Regions from separate parts of the Rattus norvegicus genome. Here region 1 is linked to region 2. Evidence: chromatin contacts called from public Hi-C data. All regions are on one chromosome and are shown on one strand. Each heading gives the region's core, a stretch centred on a gene start, on an enhancer-like site or on the middle of the called end of the contact. The rest is flanking DNA. Distances are from core to core; before and after follow the strand shown. Region 1 holds the start of Acads (acyl-CoA dehydrogenase short chain). Region 2 holds the start of Rnf10 (ring finger protein 10).

The links. A called contact is a pair of places that touch in the nucleus more often than the background predicts.
Region 1: a contact with region 2 is called in a Hi-C map of liver, with 2.6 times the contacts expected there. The contact joins the promoter of Acads here to the promoter of Rnf10 in region 2. A contact is called at or near these places in 3 of 12 Hi-C or Micro-C datasets (hepatocytes and liver).

The regions. Positions count from the first base shown.
Region 1 is chr12:47,150,915-47,156,260 of GRCr8, forward strand. Acads (acyl-CoA dehydrogenase short chain) reads left to right here and starts at 3,419. Exons shown (of 10, transcript NM_022512.2): 1 at 3,419-3,496; 2 at 5,053-5,216. The coding sequence starts at 3,445. It overlaps Unc119b (unc-119 lipid binding chaperone B), which reads left to right. Exons shown (of 5, transcript NM_001105934.1): 5 at 1-1,201.
Region 2 is chr12:46,999,647-47,005,318 of GRCr8, forward strand. It overlaps Rnf10 (ring finger protein 10), which reads left to right and starts at 2,763. Exons shown (of 17, transcript NM_001415782.1): 1 at 2,763-3,376. The coding sequence starts at 3,220.

The sequences.
Region 1 (5,346 bases), core at 2,169-4,668, 150 kb after region 2:
TAAGTGTGGCTCTGCCCTATGTGCTGCTGGGAGCTGCGGGGCCATTGTCCTCCCTTTCCTATATACAGACATGAGCAGTCTCTGCTTTCCCTCACCCGGCTCCTCTGGTGAGATTTCCATGTTCTTGACAAGCTTCAGAGCCCTTGCCCTGTTCCAGTCTGGTGAGGTATTTGGTTCCCAGTGAGTGAGTGAGAACTACCAGGATGTGCTTCCTGGGGCTGCGTGAGCTTTGCTCAGTGGAGCGCAGCCTGGGCTGCTCCTGTTTCCTGGCACTGTTTCCTGCCCGTCGTGCTGGCTTTTACTTGGAGAGTCCCGGGTGGAGGAGCTGGGCACACTGGCTTGAGACGGGTGGCAGCCTCTTGCTCACCAGCCTGTTCTCAGTGAGCGCACACTGAGGCCGGTGCTCAGTCAGCCTGCTAGGATGGAGCAGTCTCCTTAGCTCCTGAAGGGCCAGGAATCCCTGTCTGGCTGCGAACGGATGCATCTGCTCTTTGCTAGAGAGTTTGAAATCCCGGCTTTTGTGCCTGACTTGAGGAAACTGGAAGTCCTCTTGGTGAACGACTGACAGCAGAGGCATGTGCAGGAGCCCCAGTGGTTAGAGCAGCTTCCTGTGACACCGAGGGAGACAGAGTCAGTGCTGGGGGCGCATGCCCCTTGCCCAGAGCAGCCCCAGGGGACCTCCCCGCAGCTGGGCAGAAGCCCCCCTGGTACGAGGCAGGTTCTGCTTGGTCTCTATCCTTGGCCTATGCCTTGGGGCCAAGCTGCCTAAACCATGAACACAGGAGTAAAGATAGCCAGTACCTGGGCTGGTGTCAGCTGTTGTCTCAGCTCAGCTCAGCACTGTCTCGTACGAACCTTCTGAAGCTTCTCTAGGCTCTGGGCATCTGATTCCCAGTTCCTGGGGACAGCACCTTGTTGTGTCCGGGATGGGCCATAGACTCAGATTCTGAAAACATCCACATTCCGTGTCCAGAGCATCATAGCCAGGGAGTCTGGAAGAGGTGGGCTCACCCTTGTTTCATAAAGGATCATGTGGTGATGTCCCTCGAGTTGTGAAAGTCTATTTTCCCTGTAAATCTATTTTTCACAGAATTTTAGAAACATCTCTGTCCTTAAAATCCTCATTTCAAAAACCTAGGTGATTCTATTTGTATGAGATGCTATTTTACCACCAGAGACGGTAATAAAGATTTTTCACAATATCCTCACTCTCTCTTGCTTCTTGATTGGGCCTTTGGGGACTTGGGAGGTGGGTGGGGTCCCAGTCCCTTCAATCGGCTGCTGCATTTCTGTTGACTTGGGTGTCACTGGTTTATAAGAGGGGAATTTGAACTGAGAGCCACCAGTTTCTTTTTAAAGTTTTTCTGGTGTAGGTTTTAGGCAGGGACTTCGAGTTAATGGGACAGAGGGAGGGATGGCTCTGTAAGGGCACTGACTGCTCTTCAGTAGACCTGGGCTCTGTTCCCAGCCCTAACGAGGCTTCCTGCTGTGTGTGATGACACAATGACCTCGCTTATCTGTACATCTTTGAGCCGAGCATGATGTCAACACATCTTTAATTTAGCTCTTGGCAGGCAGAGGCAGGTCAGTCTCCCAGGCCAGCCTGGTTTACCATTTCAGGGCAGCCAAGGCCACATTGTGAGACCCCACCTCAAAAGACAAGGCTGGCCAGGCAGTGGAGGCCTGTACTTGTAATTATTGGGGGGGGGATTCCTTCACCCCCTTTGCTTTGCTCCCAAATAACTGCATGGCGTTCCCAATAAAGGCACAGAGACCTGTATTGTTTTTGTTTTTGTTTTGTTTATTATTAACAAGCTACAAGCCTAAACTGGGCAGGTGTCTTTTTTTTAAAGATTTATTTATGAGTACACTGTAGGTAACTGTCTTTCAGACACAGCACAAGCGGGCATCAGATCCCATTACAGATGGTTGTGAGCCACCATGTGGTTGCTGGGAATTGAACTCAGGACCTCTGGAAGAGCAGTCAGTGCTCTTAATCGCTGAGCCATCTCTCCAGCCTGGCTTTTTTTTTTTTTTTTAAATGGCAGTTCCAGAGTTCCGGGATGGGGGAGGAATGAAGGAATGGGAACATTTGCAATCTAAACTATCACGCCACACCTTTACCTCAGTTTTCTAGGCACGGGTGGGGGATGTAGTAAGACTTTCAGTGCACAGGTCAGTGGTGGGATATGTGGAAACCAGGAGGGCATGAAGGTCAGACCCTGTGAGCTAAATCACACTGACAGTCTCTAGGACAGAGGAAGTTGTTCTTAGGGTGCTAGGACTCAACCCTTGTCATTAATGGGCGGTATCCCTACCCCCAACGGGGCTCTGCTCCCCAGCTAGGAGGTGTGTGAGACAGTAGTTCTGTTTCATATTCACATCTCAGGGCTGTAGGGATCTTCCTGCCAGGCATCCCCATGCAATGAGCCTAGATACTGAGACATCCAGCCCTTTTGGGATCATCAAATAGTGGGAGAGATGAATAGTAAAAAAAAAAAAAAAAAAAAAAAAGACTGGAGAGATGGCTCAGCGGTTAAGAGCACTGACTGCTCTTCCAGAGGTCCTGAGTTCGATTCCCAGAAACCACATGGTGGCTCACAACCATCTGTAAAGGGATCCGATGCCCTCTTCTGGTCTGAAGACAGCTGCAGTGTACTTGTATACATAAAATAAATAAATCTTTAAAAAAAAATTCCCAGGGCGAAGTATAAGTAGAAGGGTGGATGGATGTAAATAGCTGCCTACCTTGTGTGACCGGAGCCAGGGATTACGCTCTCACGCTGTCACGATGCAGAAGTGAGTGGGCGGGCAGGGGTAGGTATTAGCTCTTTTCTTCTCTCCCTAAAACTGAACCCAATGCCTTATGTCTGCTAGGCAGGGCCTCAACCGATGAACTATGTTCCTCACGCCCTCTTTATACTTTTATTTTGAAGTAAGATACAGGGATACTTTGAACTTGCAAAATCCTCCTGCCTCAGGCTCAGGTGTCACTAGAATTACAAGTTTGCGCGCGCTCTCTCTCTCTCTCTCTCTCTCTCTCTCTCTCTCTCTCTCTCTCTCTCTCTCTCTCTCTCTCTCTCTCTCCCGAGGATGACTGGTTGTTTGCTTTTATTTTTGTGCCTCTGCGTTGTCAGCAGCTTTACCAGAGATGAGAGCAGGAGAACGAGCTGACAAACTTTGTAGTCCCCCGACTGGCAGGAGTGTTAATTCCTGCGAAAGTCTGAAGCCCCAACCCTAGGACGCTTAGCCAGTCTCAGGCCTCGCCCCTCCGGTCAGGTGGGCGTGGCCCAGGATTGGCTCTCGCCCCTCCTCTCCCGCGCCGTGGGCATGGCCCCCGCTTTTCTTCGGCCCCGCCCCTGCAGCAAGTGGGCGTGGCCCAGGCCCTGCCCCTGCCATCCGGAACTCTAGAGCTGCTTCAGGAGGTCCCGGAGGTCTGTGCCCATGGCCATGGCCGCTGCGTTGCTCGCCCGGGCCGGTGGCTCTCTCGGCAGAGGTGAGTACGCCCGCAGAGCCTCAGGACCGGTCACAGGGCGGAGATCCTGACGGCGGGTCCTCCTATGACTACGGGCGGACGAGCGGCAGCACCCCTGCGGCTGCGCGCGGCCTTTGTCCTAGTTCGGTAGCCTCTGGCTAATGCAGGCACTGCAGGGATCCGGGCTCCTGCTCTGCTTCCTTCCAGTGGGACCCCCATCGCCAACTCCCCTTTACGGTCCCGCTATCCACACCCCTAACCCCATTTCAGCTCCAGCTAAAGTTCTGGGGGAGTTGGCCCTCCATTGCGGGGGTGGGGGTGGGGGGCTGGCATTGAACTCCGACCTGTGACCTTGGACGTGACTCTCAACCTCTCCGCACCGAGTGGTCCAAGTGTGCACTGGTTCCATCCCCAGAGCTATATTAAAATCACAGGACGCGTCCTGGTTGGCCTCTATCATGTGTTTCCATAATGTTAGCATTTGGTTATGTTTTATAGTGTTTTGGGTCGTCTGTAGCAGTCCTGACACTATCACCCCTTAACAATTAGACGGGTTGATTTAACCGTCTAATTGTTAAGGGGTGTTAAATCAACCGTTAGTACTTCTTTAATCCTTCCACACCCTGGAGGTCACATTTTATAGAACTCCAGACCCAGCGAAACTTAAAACTTAAAACCCATTTCCGAGGTGTCCTAAATGGGATCATATTGAGGATTGGTGTGTTTAACAAGCAATTAAGCACTCAGTTAGCCTGGGGCTTTTCCGTGACAGCCCTATTAGCGTTGTATCCATAAAGTGTTTTTTTCTTTGACACTGGGGGTGGGGGTGGGGAGTAGTGCTCTATTTTTTTCTTTCTTTTTTTATTTATTTATTTATTTATTTATTTATTTATTTATTTACATAAGTACAGTGTACCTGCCTTCAGGCACACCAGAAGAGGGATCAGATCCCATTACAGATGGTTGTGAGCCACCATGTGGCTGCTGGGAATTGAACTCAGGAGGACCTCTAGGAAGAACAGTCAGTGCTCTTAACAGCTGAGCCATCTCTCCAGCCCTATTTTTTTCTTCTTAAACGTTTATTTTTATTTTATGTGTGTGAATGTTTTGCCTGCACGTGTGCTTGCGTAAGCGCACCATGTCCCACAGAGGCCAGAAGAGCGTATTGGATCCCCTGGAACTTTAGTTACAGACAATTGTGAGCCACCCTATAGGCTGCTCCTGGTTTCTCTGAAAGAGCAGCAGGTGCTCTTAGCTGCCGGCCCTCACCCCAGACGCTGAGATGAATGAAGTCTTGACATGTTGCATAGGCTAGCCTGAACTCCAGGCTCAAATCATCCCCTACCTCAACGTTTGCTGTGATTACAGAAGACCTGAGTTCAGATCCCAGCACCCATGTTGGGTAATTCATAATCCCCTGTCACTCCAGGTCCAGGGGATCTGACCCCTCTCCTGGCCTGTGTGGGCACCTGCATGCATGGGTACACATATAAACACAGATACACAGACACATAAAGAGAAACGAGTCTTAAGATCTTTCGAAATGTCCTTCCCTAACTCCAACCCTTATCTGATAGCTCTCCGCGCTCGAGATTGGCGAAGATTACATACTGTTTACCAGTCTGTGGAACTACCTGAGACACATCAGATGTTGCGCCAGACATGCCGGGACTTTGCTGAGAAGGAGCTGGTCCCCATCGCTGCCCAGCTGGACAAGGAACATCTCTTCCCCACATCGCAGGTGAGAACAGCAGCCTCCACAGCTCATGGTGGCGGCAGCCAGAGGCACCAGCGTCTCGGGCAGGAGGCTCACATCATGCTCTGAATGCTCGATTTGTTCAGCAGCCTGCCCCTTGCCAAGATTTGCAAAC
Region 2 (5,672 bases), core at 1,513-4,012:
GGGGAAGGCAAGGCCTGCCAGAGCCAAGGTCATCAGACCTACAAGGGTCCATTCAGGGGAGATAGCTCTGCAATTAAGAGCACTGGCTGTTCTTCCAGAGAACGTGTGTTCAATTCCCAGCACCTGTATGGTGACTTAATTCCAGTGCCAGGGTATCCAATGCCCTCTGGTATCTAGAGACACCAGGCACACACATACTAGCTGGTAAAACACACCTATACACATAAAAATAAAATAAGCAAAAAACTGAAAAGTTATACTTTTTTAAAAGATTTATTTATTATTTATATGAATACACTGTCACTGTCTGCAGACGCACCAGAAGAGGGCATCGGATCTCATTACAGATGGTTGTGAGCCACCATGTGGTTGCTGGTAATTGAAATCTTGACCTCTGGAAGAGCAGTCAGTGCTCTTAACCGCTGAGCCATCTCTCCAGCCCAGTTAGACTTTTTTAAAAAAGATGCATTTACTTATTTTATGCATATAAGTATACTGTCATTGTCTTCAGACACATCAGAAGAGGGCATCAGATCTCTTTACAGATGGTTGTGAGCCACCATGTGGTTGCTGGTAATTGAACTCCGGACCTCTGGAAGAGCAGTCAGTTTTTTTTTTTTTTTTTTTCCTTTTCTTTTCTTTTTTTTCGGAGCTGGGGACCAAACCCAGGGCCTTGTGCTTGCTAGGCAAGCGCTCTACCACTGAGCTAAATCACCAACCCGCAGTCAGTGTTCTCTCCATCTCTCCAACACACACTGCACCCCCCCCCCCCAGTATACTTCTATGGCCCTCCATGTCACTTTAAACTGTGATTCCTTTCATATTAAATATCTCGTACACTATATGATAGTAAGGAACCAAATAAGAGTCTGATTCCTCTTCCTTTCTTGCTCCCCAGCCTCCTTAGTGGCTGATCTTGGTTGGGGACTGTCCTGCACCTAAGGCAAGAAGATGGTAGTCGAAAAGAAGATGAAAAAGTCCATCAACTCTAGGCTCCAGCTTGTTATGAACAGTGCAAAGTGCGTGCTGGGGCACAGACTCTGAATATGATCAGACAAGGCAAAGCGAAGTTGGTTATCCTCGCAACAACTGACCAGCTTTGGGGAAGTCTGAAATAGAGTACTATGCCATGTTGGTGAAAATGGGTGCCCGTAACTATAGTGGCAATACTATTTTTTTTTTCTTTTTTTCGGAGCTGGGGACCGAACCCAGGGCCTTGTGCTTGCTAGGCAAGTGCTCTACCGCTGAGCTAAATCCCCAACCCCATGGCAATACTATTGAATTGGGCACAGCCTATGGAAAACACTACAGAGTATGCACCCTGGCTGTCCTTGACCCAGATGATCCTGATGTTATTAGAGGCGTGTCAGGACGCCTGCATCTGCCTCCTTAGTGCTGAGATTAAAGATGTGCACCACCAGCAGCCGCTCCTGTCTCTGTTTCTTGAGTGTTAGGACTACAGGCATGAGCTACTCTGGATCTTGTACACACATAGTTGCTAAACTTCCCCTCATCAGCTGAGGTAATAGTTCAGAGGTAGAAAACTAGATTGTGAGCATGGAGCTCTGTATTTGACCCCTAACTTCATTTAAAAAAAAAATTCCACTCGTCCTGTGCGTGTCACATGGCAGCATTTCTTTCTTTCTTTTTTTAAGAGTTATTTATTTATTTATTTTATGTGAGTACACACCCCAGAAGAGAGAATTGGATCCATTACAGATGGTTGTGAGCCACCATGTGGTTGCTGGGAATTGAACTCAGGACCTCTGGATGAGCAGTCGGTACTCTTAACCACTGAGCCGTACTTCCAGCCCCCACTGAGCCGTACCTCCAGCCCGGCAGCATTTCTAAGAAGTCTTCCCTTATCCCTCACAAGCACAGATGCTCTTCTGTTGAAACCTCTGCTTGGCTGGCATCTCCTTACTTTAAGTGTATTTTGTTGTTCCTCTCTTTTTGGTGTTTCGAATGTTGCTTTTTTTCTTATTTTTACATATGAATGTGGCATGCATGTATGAATGTATGAAAAATTTCACAGGTATGCACACGTGTATATGGAATTCCGAGGGTGACATTGGTTGTTTTCCTCCATGACTCTCCACATTCTTCACTGAATCAGGGTCTCTAGATAGACTCACCATTTCAGCTAGTCTGGCTAGACAGTTTGCTCCGGGAATTTCCTTAGTTGTTTCCTGTGCACTGGAATTGCAGGTGGGCCATCATCACACTCCACTTGGCTTTCTTTTTTTTTTTTTTTTTTTTTTGGTTCTTTTTTTCGGAGCTGGGGACCGAACCCAGGGCCTTGCGCTTCTTAAGCAAGCGCTCTACCACTGAGCTAAATCCCCAACCCCTCCACTTGGCTTTCTATGGGTGTTTTGTCTGTGTATATGTCTGCGCGGCCTGTCTGCTTGGTTTCCTAAGATGCCAGACACCCACACATCTTTTTTTTTTTTTTTTTTTTTTTAAAGAAAATCCCAGCCCTGGAGAGGCAGAGATCGGAAGATCTGTGAACTGGAAGCCAGACTGTTCCACACCAGGAGTTCTGGTCCAGTTAGCACTAAATAATGAAACATTGTCTCAAAACGAAGGACCGCAGGAGGAAGCGGGAAGCGGAGAAGAAACCGGGAAAAGGCAAGAGAGGAAAAGCATTGGCAGGAACAAGCGGTACCCGGCTAGGACCCGGATGTAGGTGAAAACTACACATCCCAGAATGCATCGCGTCCACTTGGCAACTATATAAATAGTCCATCCGGGTTCTTGGAGATGCTGTTTGGCGACTCGTCGCCATTCCCGGAGCAGCTCGGCCTCGGCCCAGAGGCGAGTGTCGGTCGCTGTGTCGGAGACCCCGGTCCCCGGCACCGAGACAACCAGCCCTCTCTCCTGCCCCGCGGCGGGAGAGCGTGTCCGGCCGGCCGGCGGGGCTCGCGACCCTCCCGCGCCTCCCCTTTCCCCTCAGCCTCCGCCCCGCCAGGCCCGGCCCGGACCTCCGAGCCCCGGCCTCCTCCTCCTCCTCTTCGGTCACCGCCGCCTCTGGGCCCCACAGCCCCACCTGCCGCTTCTCCTTCCATTTTGAGAAGCTGAGGAAGGAAACAAGGAAAAATGTCGCCATGAAGGCCGAGAACCGCTGCCGCCGCCGACCCCCGCCGGCCCTGAACGCCATGAGCCTGGGTCCCCGCCGCGCCCGCTCCGCTCCGACCGCCGTCGCCGCCGAGGCCCCCTTTGATGCCGCAGAGCTCCCCCAGCACCGCCGCCACCGCCTCCGACATGGACAAGAACAGCGGCTCCAACAGCTCCTCCGCCTCCTCGGGCAGCAGCAAAGGGCAACAGCCGCCCCGCTCCGCCTCGGCGGGGCCGGCCGGCGAGTCTAAACCCAAGAGCGGTAAGAGCCGGCGGGTCTGCTGGGTTACTCGGGAGTTGGGAGTGGGAAATGACCCACCTTCCGCTTGCACTGACATATCCAGTATTTACGGGTTAAGCAGATATGCGCGGCTTGGTTAATTTGGGCCCTTGCATTCATATTCAAAACAGCTGGTTGAAGTCGGCGCTATTCTTAGCCCCATTTTGCAGATGAGGAATCTGAGATTTGGAAGGGTTAAGGTCATCCAGGTGACAAGCACCTCGCGGCAGGCCTCAAGGCCTGGTTTGTGTGACTCATCGGTCCAAGCTCTAAAACAATTTGACTTTGTGTTGGGTTAGCATTGGGTAACATTCAAGTTTAAGTAAGACAGGGTGAGGCCGGAGGGTTTTTCGGGTTTAAATCTGGCACCAGGTCTGCCCCTCTGTCTAAGAGGACACATCTTGTGATGGCGTTGTTCGACGTGATGGTACAGTATGCAGACCCTGCATTTTAGGTCCAGTCCTTGCGTTTGCCTTCTGTAAAAGAGGTAATGTATACTATTGAGTGAATGTGATTGAATGAGTTAAGGGCTTAGACTGCTAGACAACTATTTGCCTAAATATGAGGTGTATTTGTGTGTGGCAGTTTCTAGGGGTTTGGCTCTTACGGGGTGTGTGTGTGTGTGTGTGTGTGTGTGTGTGTGTGTGTGTGAGAGAGAGAGAGAGAGAGAGAGAGAGAGAGAGAGAGAGATGTGTGTAGTCAGGCTTCTTAGTATTACTGTAAAGAGAGAGATGTGTGTAGTCAGGCTTCTTAGTATTACTGTAACATAGTAATAACTACCACTTACTGATCATGCACAAAGAAGAGGGGTAGGCTTTTATGCCTGATATTATTACTCTAATCATTTATCCTGTTTAGCTAGGAGTTGTTCCTTCTCAGAGAATAAACTAAGAGATGGCAGAATCCCGAGTCTAGCATTCTCTATCTTGTCCCAGCGCTTTGTGCAAATCTTTGTTCTCTTTTATACTTTTACTGACTTGGCAGTAATAGCAGTGTAGGGTTTTTGTTTGTGTATTTTTTTTTTTTTTTTTTGGTTCTTTTTTTCAGAGCTGGGGACCGAACCGTGCTTCCTAGGCAAGCACTCTACCACTGAGCTAAATCCCCAACCCCTTGTTTGTGTATTTTTGAGACTGTAATTTTTTTTTTTTTTTTAAATCTTTAGGTTTTCCGAGACAGGGTTTCTCTTCGTATCCTTGGCTGTCCTGGAACTCGCTTTGTAGTCTAGGCTGACCTGGAACCCAGAGATACCTTGTCTCTGCCTCCACAATCTCAGATAGCACTAGGTTTTCAGATTGTAGTTTAGTTACAGTGCCCCTCCCCCCCTCCCTCCAGAGCTTCCTGTATAACCTTCCCCTCCTCTCCTTCAAATTCCTGTCCTCTTTTCACATATATGCATGCATGCGTATATACATGTCAACAAACATATATATGCGGGATATGTATATCGTATCAATGAGCATGAACATGGGGGAGGAGCCTAGGAAGTCTCAACGCTACACAGAAGAACTTCAGGCAGCTTAGTAAAGCTGAGAGGAGGTCTTCCCCAGGGAAGAGTATACCAGTTGGTTTCCCAGTGCCAAACATGACTGAATGCATTTTAGTGCAGCTATATGTAGACTCAGCAGTGTGTTTTTGTGAGAGTGAGCATGGGTAACAGATAGGGAGCTTTGGAGCTAACAGTCTAAGATCCAAAAAGCTGGAGAGTGTGGGTCAGTGCTAGAGCCCTTGGCTAGAATATACCAGGTCCTGGGTTTGATCCTTAGAATCCCTACCCTCCTCAAATTAAATTAAGAGCATTATAAAAATCTCCAAAATTATAAGGCTTATTGGCTTTGAGAGTTTATCTGCAGGATATGACAAACTCTATCACCAGGTTTACCTGAGGACGTGTAGACATTGCCTGGGGAACTTGGGTAGAGACCAGATGTCACTGGGATGTAGCAGTGCTTTACTGTCTGGGCAGATGTCAGGGAACTAAAGGCCAAGTCCGGGCCTACATAAACCAATTCTGGAGCTTTGTTGTAAATCATCTTGGCTATTGGTGGAGAGAGGTCCGAGTGTCCCTCTGTCATTGATAACCTTAGCCTTGCTGTGGAGGTAATGCTAAGCTTTGGTTCTCCAAGAATTCTCAGGAATTTTTTAGGGCCCTCCTTAAGTCACTAAAACACATTCATGCATGAGTCAGCTGCAGTAAGTGCTTTGTTTATTGTTTAGTGAGCAGTAGGCCAACGCTTGTGACTTAGCAAACAACATAGGAGGAGGCAAGGGGGCTCGGTGA